3 separate regions of the Mus musculus genome follow, and regions 1 and 2 are each linked to region 3. A link is a contact called in public Micro-C and promoter capture Hi-C data. All regions are on one chromosome and are shown on one strand. The core of a region is the stretch at or near the end of the contact, and the rest is flanking DNA. Distances in the headings are between cores, read along the strand shown. Region 1 overlaps Nxn (nucleoredoxin). Region 2 holds the start of Timm22 (translocase of inner mitochondrial membrane 22). Region 3 holds the start of Doc2b (double C2, beta).

Region 1 (2,700 bases), core at 102-2,601, 580 kb before region 3:
TGGGATTACAGATATGTGCCACTATTCCTTAATACTCTCTAGCTGTCAATGTGGCTATAAATAGAATTTTAGGTTGCACAGAGTTCTTGTGGACAGCACTGGAAAGAGAGCACTGCCCTAGGACAGCTGAGTAGGGATTGGAAAGAGGGAGTGGGGTTTGAGAACCGTCAGGGCGTATGGTGAGGGCTGTATCCTGGCTTTGGTGAGGGCAGTGAGATGTGACGCTAATGTTCCCAGCTGAGGGGGTTTGTGGGGCAGCTGGGACAAGGTCTACAGAGAGGTGGATCTCTGCCCGAGAACAACTGTGAGTCTTCAGCGGATGGAGCCCTGAGCTGGGCTGAGAGCTGCAGAGGAGATGACTTGAGGGAAGGCTGCTAGGGAATCTAAGCAGGGCCCTGGGAGGGAGCAGAAGCAAGGAGGCAAGGAAGTCTGGTGCTCCACAGTGAGTGCTCTCTGGTCTGAATGTGGACATTAGCAAAGCTTGAAGACATCGCTTCTATTTCTCAGTGTAAGCAAGATGGCAGAAATCACAAAGCAAGTGGGTTGCTTGTTTGTTTTGTTCTGTTTTTTTTTTTTTAATTTTTATTTCATGTAGCCCTTATTGGCCTTTAGCTGAAGATGATCTTGAACTTATGATCCTTCTCTCGCCGCTGCTGAGGATACAGGTATGGGCTACCACCCCTGCTTTGTGTAATGCTGGGGATCAGAATCCACAGCCTGGTGCATGGTAAACAAGTATTCTACCAACTAAGCTGTATGCCCAGCTTCCCAGAGCAGCCTCTGTCTGTCTGTCTATCTATCTATCTATCTATCTATCTATCTATCTATCTATCTACCTATCTATCTAGCTATCTAGCTATCTAGCTATCTAGCTATCGAAATAGTTTCCCTGTGTAGCTCTGGCTATCCTGAAACTCACTCTGTTGATCAGGCTGGTCCCAAACTCAAAGATCCACCTGCCTCTGCCTCCAGGGACTAAAGGCATGTGCCACCGCCGCCCGGCTAGACATAACTATTGTTAATAAACATCTGACACTATACTGTTTCTACTTTGTACTCGCCACATATCTTAAGCTTCTCAGGATACCCCTCCCCTTCCCGTTTTCATTAAGTGCCTTGCTCAGTCAGAGGCACCTATCCGTAACACTTGTGGGGCTCTAACTTGTATCTATTGCAGCCTGGCAGCTTGACTTCAACTTTCTGGCAAGCCTGAGACGTGCCCTGGCAAGAAGTAACTGCCTCGAGTTTCTCAGACCACAGAAACAAAACAAACCAGAAGCTACCCTTCTTAGAGCTGGCCTTGAGGGAGTTCTGGTGATGGATGGCGAGTTGTGGAGGATTCTGCATTCCAGGGGGCTGAGGTCAGTGCGCCTGCGCATGAGCTGCAGGGCCCTGGCTTCCAGAGCTCAGCCAGGCTCCTGCACTTAGGTTTAGACCCTCTGTGTCTTGGGCACCTCCTTGTTCGAGGGTTCTATGCCCGTGTTTTCCTGCTTTATATCTTTTTCTGCCCTTGCAGCCTTTCCATTGAAGAGTCCTCGGTTCCCTAAGCAAGGGAACCCTGTTGCCGACCCTTCTAGTTCAGTTCAGGCCCTGCTGGAAGGAACGTCACGCTCCCACCCCCATCAGCCTGTCCAGACTCCTGCCTGAGGTTTTACAGTGTGCATCCACTTCCATACATGGAAGTAGCTCGCCAGCTTGCAGGAGAGCCTGCAGTAGGAGGCTGTTTCCCCACAGCTGACAACCACTCGGCCTACATTTTAAAAATATATTGATCTTAAAAGGCCCCAGCTCTCAGCGCGCGGGTCTGTAAAGAGAGAACTCCACTATCCCACCCAGAGCAGGTTCTAAGCACTGCAGGTTAGGCCCGATTGCTGAACTTGCTGTATTGACCAACTCTTTGGAACTCTAGAAAGATCTGCTGATGTGAGAGGCCTCTTAGGAGAAGAAATAGACTCTGTGTGTGTGTTCCTGCGCGTGCACACGCGCATGTATGCATGTGTGTTATTTCCATGCATACATATACTTGTTTTCCTCTGGTGCTGTGGAGCCCAGGGCCCCCCACATGCTGGGCCAGGGCTGCACCACTGAGGACCGGCTCAACTCCATTGGTGCCCTTTTGTTTTTTGATTTGATAGAAAGAAAAGATCTGATGAACCAGCTAGAGTGTTGTGTGGGATGAAATGAAATGGTTAAGCCAGCCCAGAGCCAGGCCCAAGGCTTCATGTATGTAGACCGTGAAATCGCTAAGAAGTTTGAGAAAAGCGAAATCGCTTTTTGTTTGAGAGCTTTAGTTTTCTCTCAACATTGCTTTCTGTAGTGCACAGAACTAGGATTTGCCTTGAGTTTTGTTTGCCTTTGATCCCCAAGTGGTCAAAGATAGTAGAAAGCAGTATTTTACAGCAAGAGATTTTAAAGTGGAGTTGGGGAGGAGGCAGGGCGCATGATGAAGCCGATGACGACAATGGCGACTCAGATTGACTGCCAAGCAAGTACCCTGGCATTTAGGGGGCTATGGATGGGGATAGGCTTGAGGGTAGCCTGAGCTATACTCTAAGATACCACACCCCACCATAGAAAAACAATAAAGAAAAAAAATAATGTGGGTTTCCTATGCTGCCGTCTTTACTGGTGTGGCACTCGGTAGGACCCTCATGCAGGATTGCTCACCAAGCCATCTGGTTCTTTCTTGTGCTGCCATCT
Region 2 (2,960 bases), core at 216-2,715, 610 kb before region 3:
AGCTCCCAAACTCTCTTTCTACTACATTTTTTGAAACTTTGTTTTGTTTGGTTGTTTGGGGTTTTTTTGGCTTGCTTGTTTATTTTGATTTTTTGAGTTAGTGTCTCTATTATGGAGCCCGGGCTGTCCTGGAATTCACTATATAAACTAGGCTGACCTGGAACTCTGAGATCTGACTGCCTCTTCCTCCCTGCTTTGTTTGTTTGTTTGTTTGTTTTTCCAGACAGGGTTTCTCTGTGTAGCCCTGGCTGTCCTAGAACTCACTCTGTAGACCAGGCTGGCCTTGAACTCAGAAATCCACCTGCCTCTGCCTCCCAAGTGCTGGGATTAAAGGCGTGTGCCACCACTGCCCGGCTAATGTTTTTCATTTGTAATGAAATTTGAATTCATCTACAAATATACCTAACCTTTTCACCTGCACGTTTTAAATATGCTGTACATTCTCAAATCCTCAAAACGTGAATGTGTGTGTGTGTGTGTGTGTGTGTGTGTGTGTGTGTGTTGGGGGTTGTTAATGTCTATCCCAGCCCCACCCCGTCTGTTTTAAATATGCTGTACATTCTCAAATCCTCAAAATGTGAATGTGTGTGTGTGTGTGTGTGTGTGTTGGGGGTTGTTAATGTCTATCCCAGCCCCACCCCGTCTGTCTAATCATACTGGTCTTCATTGTTTTTTGTTTTATTTTGAGACAGGGTGTCTCTATGTAGCTCTGTCTGTCTGCCTGTCTGTCTCAGCCCCTCCCCCCACCCCACCCCCACCCCCGTGGCCTGGGCCGCCACCACCCAGCAATAATTTCCAAGCTCCAAACTTCTGCCTTAAGGACAATTTTGCAACTCCCTATGTGTCTACAGCATTCTCTCTGGGTCCTAATATTAGACCTTCAGGGCTCCTGTCCGCTCATGACAGTTACATAGTAACAACATGTTGAATGAATGAATGAAATGACAAACAAACGAACGACAGAAAGCAACTACTTAGGATCCTGCATACCCTGACTGTTAACCCCAGGGTCAAGAGAGACATCTCCGGGTTCAAGGAGCAAGTCCGGGTGCAATCAAGGTCGACACCTACAGGTTCCTTGCCTCCTAAACGCGTTGTCTTGATAAGGAATCCTAAGGCTCTTCAAGCCCTCAGCATCCCAAGGGCCCCTCGAGCCTCGTCTCACCTCCTACACAGGCCAGCACAGCCTTGAAGGCGCAACTTTCCATTGCCCTCTCGATCATCTTCTGCTCCTCGCTCTTGGCAGGACTCGGGATCCCGCCCAGGCTGCCAGGCTCCAGAAGCCGGGGCTGACGCTTGTCGCCCACCAGGTACTGAAGAAGAAGGCTGTACTGCAACGGAGCTTCGGCAGAACCCGCTGCCTCAGGAGCTGAACCCCCGGCCTTGGGGGCGGTAGCCGCCATGACCGTAGGGGCTCTAGTACCTTTCACTTCGTATTTCCCACAGCCGATTCCACACGCTTACCTAGGCGTCCAGCCAGAGTGACGACAACGGCAGATTCGCCACACTGAAGAAGGTGTAGAAGCAAAGTCTGCCTATGCATCAGCGTCGAGGGAGCTATCGTGCTTCCTCAACGCCTCTTTAAACAGCTGCCAAGTTTGTAAGACATTGCTAAAAGCAATCAGACAAGACTCAATATCTCAAGAACACCCCTCAACTAGGGGCCCCATTGCGGTGCGTGCCGGGATTTGTAGTTCTAACTCGAACATCTGACTACACTTCCCAGAAAGCCGTGCGTGCTCACTGGACATGCTACTTCCTTTGAAAACTCTTGAGAAGCCGCTGAAGAGCGGTCGGGCTCCTGTTAGGCTGCAGTTCGTTGAGCTTGCAGCAGGGGACGCGCGTGTCTGCTTTGTTTCTAAGCCATGCAGCAGTGATGCAGCTACCTGATTCACTAGAACCACAGGCTGGTTGGTATTCTGAGATCGAATGTACGCGCTTTGTAAGTAAGTGTTGAAACATGGCATACATATGTTCTAAATGTATTTTATTACATAGTTATTAAGCCTTTAAGGAATAAAGAAGGAGGCCAACAAATGAACTGAGTGGTGGTCTAGCAAGCCTTAAATCAGTTAAATCAGTTAGGCAGAGGCAGGCAGATCTTTGAGTTTGAAGCCAGCCTGGTCTATAGAGTGAGTTCCAGGGCAGCCATGGCTACGCAGAGAAACTATGCTTAAGAAAAGAGAGAGAGAGAGAGAGAGAGAGAGAGAGAGAGAGAGAGAGCGAGCAAGCTGAGTATAGAGTATTATATACATACTAGTTGCATACAACTATGGTTAACAATGGAAAAACGTCACAGCCCTATGGCTGGTAGAAGGTATGTGCCAACAGATACTGCTTAGCTGACCGGTTTGTTGTACACAGTGGGTACTGGACAAGTGACTTTATTTTTAGATTTTATTTATTTTAAATTAATTCAAACGAGTCTTTACCTGAATGTATGTCTGTGGACCGAGTACACGTAGTACCTGGGAGGCCAGCAAATGGCATTAGATCTCCTGGGACTGGAGTTAACAGATGGCTGTGAGCCATCATATAGGTGCTGAGAATTGAACCCAGGAACTCTGGAAAACAGCCAGCCCTCTCAACTCCTGATCCATTTCTCCAGATCCTGGACAGATGACTTTGCAATTAAGGGGCTTTGATTAATGTCCTCCAACAGCAGAGAGTAACTAGGAGCTACAGGTGAAGTTAGAACTTCTTTCACACACACACACACACACACACACACACACACACACACACACACACACACCTGCACTTCCTGTTTCCTGGCTGGGTGAATCACTCTCTTCTTGCTTATACACACCTGTCTTTTGAGTCCATCCCTTTGCTTTCATGCTCACTGCCAAGGAAGTTTTGTTACCTCCCATCACTGCCCAGTCATTAGACTGTTAACTAATCTCTTGCCTCCTGCCCGTCTCTTCAGATCATCCACAGAAACATCTCTAAGCACCCAC
Region 3 (2,700 bases), core at 74-2,573:
CTGACCATGCCCCAGTCCAAGTCCTCACCCAGCCTGTTCTGGGTTGACACTCTCATATTAGACTCAGTAGGGCAGTGGGTCTCAACCTTCCTAATGCTGCGACCCTTCAATACAGTTCCTTGTGTTGTGGCAACTCCCAACCGTAAAATTATTTTCATTGCCACTTCATAAGCGTAAGTTTCCTACTGTTATAAATTGCCATGTAAATCTCTGTGTTTTCCCATGGTCGAAATCGACAGTCCGCCAAGGGGTCACAGCCCATGGGTTGAGAACCTTGACAAAAGAGGGACACAGCCAAAAATGATAAGCCTCTCCCACGCGTCAGTGAAAACCAGAGTAAACAGGGTTCCATCCTCGCCGGCCCAGGGCTTACTGGAGATGCATCTGCACACGCAGCAGCCTGCTCCCAGCACAGCTGTTCCCTGAACTGCGGCAGGGATTTGCCTGGCATGGGAGGCACAAGTGTGGGCCAGGCAGCACCTTGCCTTTACACCTGAACTCAGTCATCACCCCAGGAGATCCCTGGCCTGGCCTGCTTCCCTCTGTCCATCCTGACCATGCCCCGGTCCAAGTTCTCACCCAGCCTGTTCTTCTGGGTCTTTTAAGCCACTCAGGGACTGAGTGAGGAGTCTGGCCCAGGTCATAGACGCTCCTGTTTACATGTGACCTGAGAGGAAGTAAGCAGACTGTCCCAGCAGTGTCCTGGGACAGCCCAGGGTACACTTGTCCTGCTAGGAAGTAAACAGCCTGTTCCCTGGCAGGGTAATCCTGTGGCCTACCTACCTGCCTCTACAAAGGAGGGGATTTTTTGAGGAGTTCCTATCCACATCCCCAAATGGCTTCTATGGCTATTATGGGTTCTGTGAGTTGAGCCCAGCACGGAAGACTGCCCTGGGCATCCTTGCGAACATGTGTCTCTTGTATGTATTTTGCATGCTGGGGAGGTGCACCATGCCTTAGCATCCACCAGTGCATGTGTCTGTAGCCTGGAGCCCGGAATGGGTGATCTTTTCCACTGAGTGTCTCTACACACATTTGTGTGTCTGTGTGTGTCTGCACGAGAGTGGAATGCAGCCCCTCATGGGCTGGCACCCAGTCTGCGAGCCTAAGTGAGGCAAAGGCTCCGAGTGGCCCTGCGCGTCTCCCGCGTGTGTGAGCGCGCCGTGTGAGCGCGAGGAAGTGGTTGCTCTCCTGGCTCGCTCGCTCCCTCGCTCTCTCCGTGCCCGCCAGCCCGCCCGCCCGCGCGCGCAGCCCGCACACTCACCGCTTGGTTGCTGCCGGGTGACGCGGGCTGGGCCCGCCCCCTGCTGCCGGCCCCGCACTCACTCGCACCGGCCGCCGCCGAGCAGGCAGCAGCCGCGTCAGGGCCGTCCGGGGGCCACGCTGGCGATGACCGCAGCCCCCGCAGCGCCCCGCGGGACCCGCTGACTTGCCCCCGGGCCGGGGTCACACCGGGCCGGGCCGGGCCGCGCGCCGCGGCGCTGCCTGCATGACCCTCCGGCGGCGCGGGGAGAAGGCGACCATCAGCATCCAGGAGCATATGGCCATCGACGTGTGTCCCGGCCCCATTCGGCCTATCAAGCAGATCTCCGATTATTTTCCCCGCTTCCCGCGGGGCCTCCCCCCTACCGCCGCGCCCCGCGCCCCCGCGCCCCCGGACGCCCCCGCGCGCTCTCCCGCAGCCAGCGCCAGCCCCCGCAGCCCCTCCGACGGCGCCCGCGACGACGACGAAGATGTGGACCAGCTCTTCGGAGCCTACGGAGCCAGCCCAGGCCCCAGCCCCGGCCCCAGCCCCGCGAGGCCGCCCGCCAAGCCCCCCGAGGACGAGCCGGACGTCGACGGCTACGAGTCAGACGACTGCAGTAAGTTTCCCAGTCGCCGGCCGCTCGCCCCCTCCCCGCACCCGGGTCCCCGCAGGGCAAGCGCCGCCGCCGCCCGGAACAACCGCACGGGAGAGCTGGGAAGTTTGGGGGCGTCCTCTGGGGCGCCCCGTTTCCAGGCCTCCGCTCCCCGAGGCGCGCCCCGCACCCCTTCTCGGCCCGCGCGCCAGGAGCTCCTGCGCGGGCGGCGGCTTTTGTTCCCGGGAAGGGCGGAGCTGCGCCCCGGAGAGACACCAGTTGCTGCGGGCCGCGCGGTTGCGCCAGGCCCCAGAGCCCTGTGCGGGCTGTCCCGGGGTGTCCACCCGGAGAGCTGGGGACCCTGCGGTAGCTGGGGCGGGCCCGGCGGCCCGCACCGCGCCACGGCTCTGCTGGTGCGCGGGCCGAGAACCAGGACCGCGGGGCCGCTTGTCCTTTGGAAAAACCTTGGCGGTTCCTCCTCCCGCATCTGCGGACCCCGCCGGCCCTGGCCGTGGACCTTCGCCCACCTGTTACGCCGGCTTCCCCGGTCAGGAGGGTCCCCAGCCGCGCCCCCTCCTCTCGGACTCAGCCCCAGGGAGACAACAGACACCAGGGTCTCCCGAGCCAGGCCAGGACCTCTCCTGGTGGCTTGTGTGGTCCCTGAGGATGCCTAACCCTGCCCACCAGGGACCATCCAGGAAGCCAAGGAGGGAAGAAGTCACATCACCTGTCCCGTGAATTTGCTGAGGGCTGTGGCTGCGGCTGGGGTGACTACATGGAAGGGCCCCAGCCCAGCTGTCACCCTGTTTCACTTAGAAAAAAAAAAAAAAACAAAGCCAGCCTCAGAACCTAGTCATAGATG

What was found. Promoter capture Hi-C pulls out the DNA fragments that hold promoters and counts their contacts. Hi-C and Micro-C count contacts between places; a contact is called where the count stands out from the background.
Region 1: a promoter capture Hi-C map of pre-B cells shows a contact between it and region 3, with 3 times the contacts expected there. The contact joins the enhancer-like site here to the promoter of Doc2b in region 3. A contact is called at or near these places in 5 of 39 promoter capture datasets (the C10 cell line, cranial neural crest, liver and 2 more) and 1 of 484 Hi-C or Micro-C datasets (CD4 T cells).
Region 2: a Micro-C map of embryonic stem cells shows a contact between it and region 3, with 3 times the contacts expected there. The contact joins the promoter of Timm22 here to the promoter of Doc2b in region 3. A contact is called at or near these places in 13 of 39 promoter capture datasets (the 3T3-L1 cell line, cranial neural crest, embryonic stem cells and 7 more), 3 of 15 datasets of contacts at CTCF or cohesin (embryonic stem cells, pro-B cells and stem cell-derived epiblast-like cells), 39 of 484 Hi-C or Micro-C datasets (B cells, the BV-2 cell line, the C3H10T1/2 cell line and 21 more), 20 of 115 datasets of contacts at active chromatin or transcription factors (the 230-238 cell line, the SCID.adh cell line, bone marrow-derived dendritic cells and 13 more) and 4 of 9 other capture datasets (adipose tissue, embryonic stem cells, liver and 1 more).

Annotation. Positions count from the first base shown.
Region 1 is chr11:76,373,617-76,376,316 of GRCm38.p6, reverse strand. The region is part of intron 1 of Nxn (nucleoredoxin); the gene reads left to right. Among named protein-coding and RNA genes, the nearest start is that of Nxn, 24 kb to the left of the region's middle. Within about 2 kb of position 1,351, at least 134 of the 459 cell types and tissues checked have an H3K27ac peak or open chromatin away from gene starts, as enhancers often do.
Region 2 is chr11:76,405,648-76,408,607 of GRCm38.p6, reverse strand. Timm22 (translocase of inner mitochondrial membrane 22) reads right to left here and starts at 1,465. Exons shown (of 4, transcript NM_019818.5): 1 at 1,166-1,465. The coding sequence starts at 1,403.
Region 3 is chr11:75,794,683-75,797,382 of GRCm38.p6, reverse strand. It overlaps Doc2b (double C2, beta), which reads left to right and starts at 1,323. Exons shown (of 9, transcript NM_007873.3): 1 at 1,323-1,862. The coding sequence starts at 1,490. Gm12339 (predicted gene 12339) reads right to left here and starts at 1,574. Exons shown (of 4, transcript NR_136933.1): 1 at 1,265-1,574.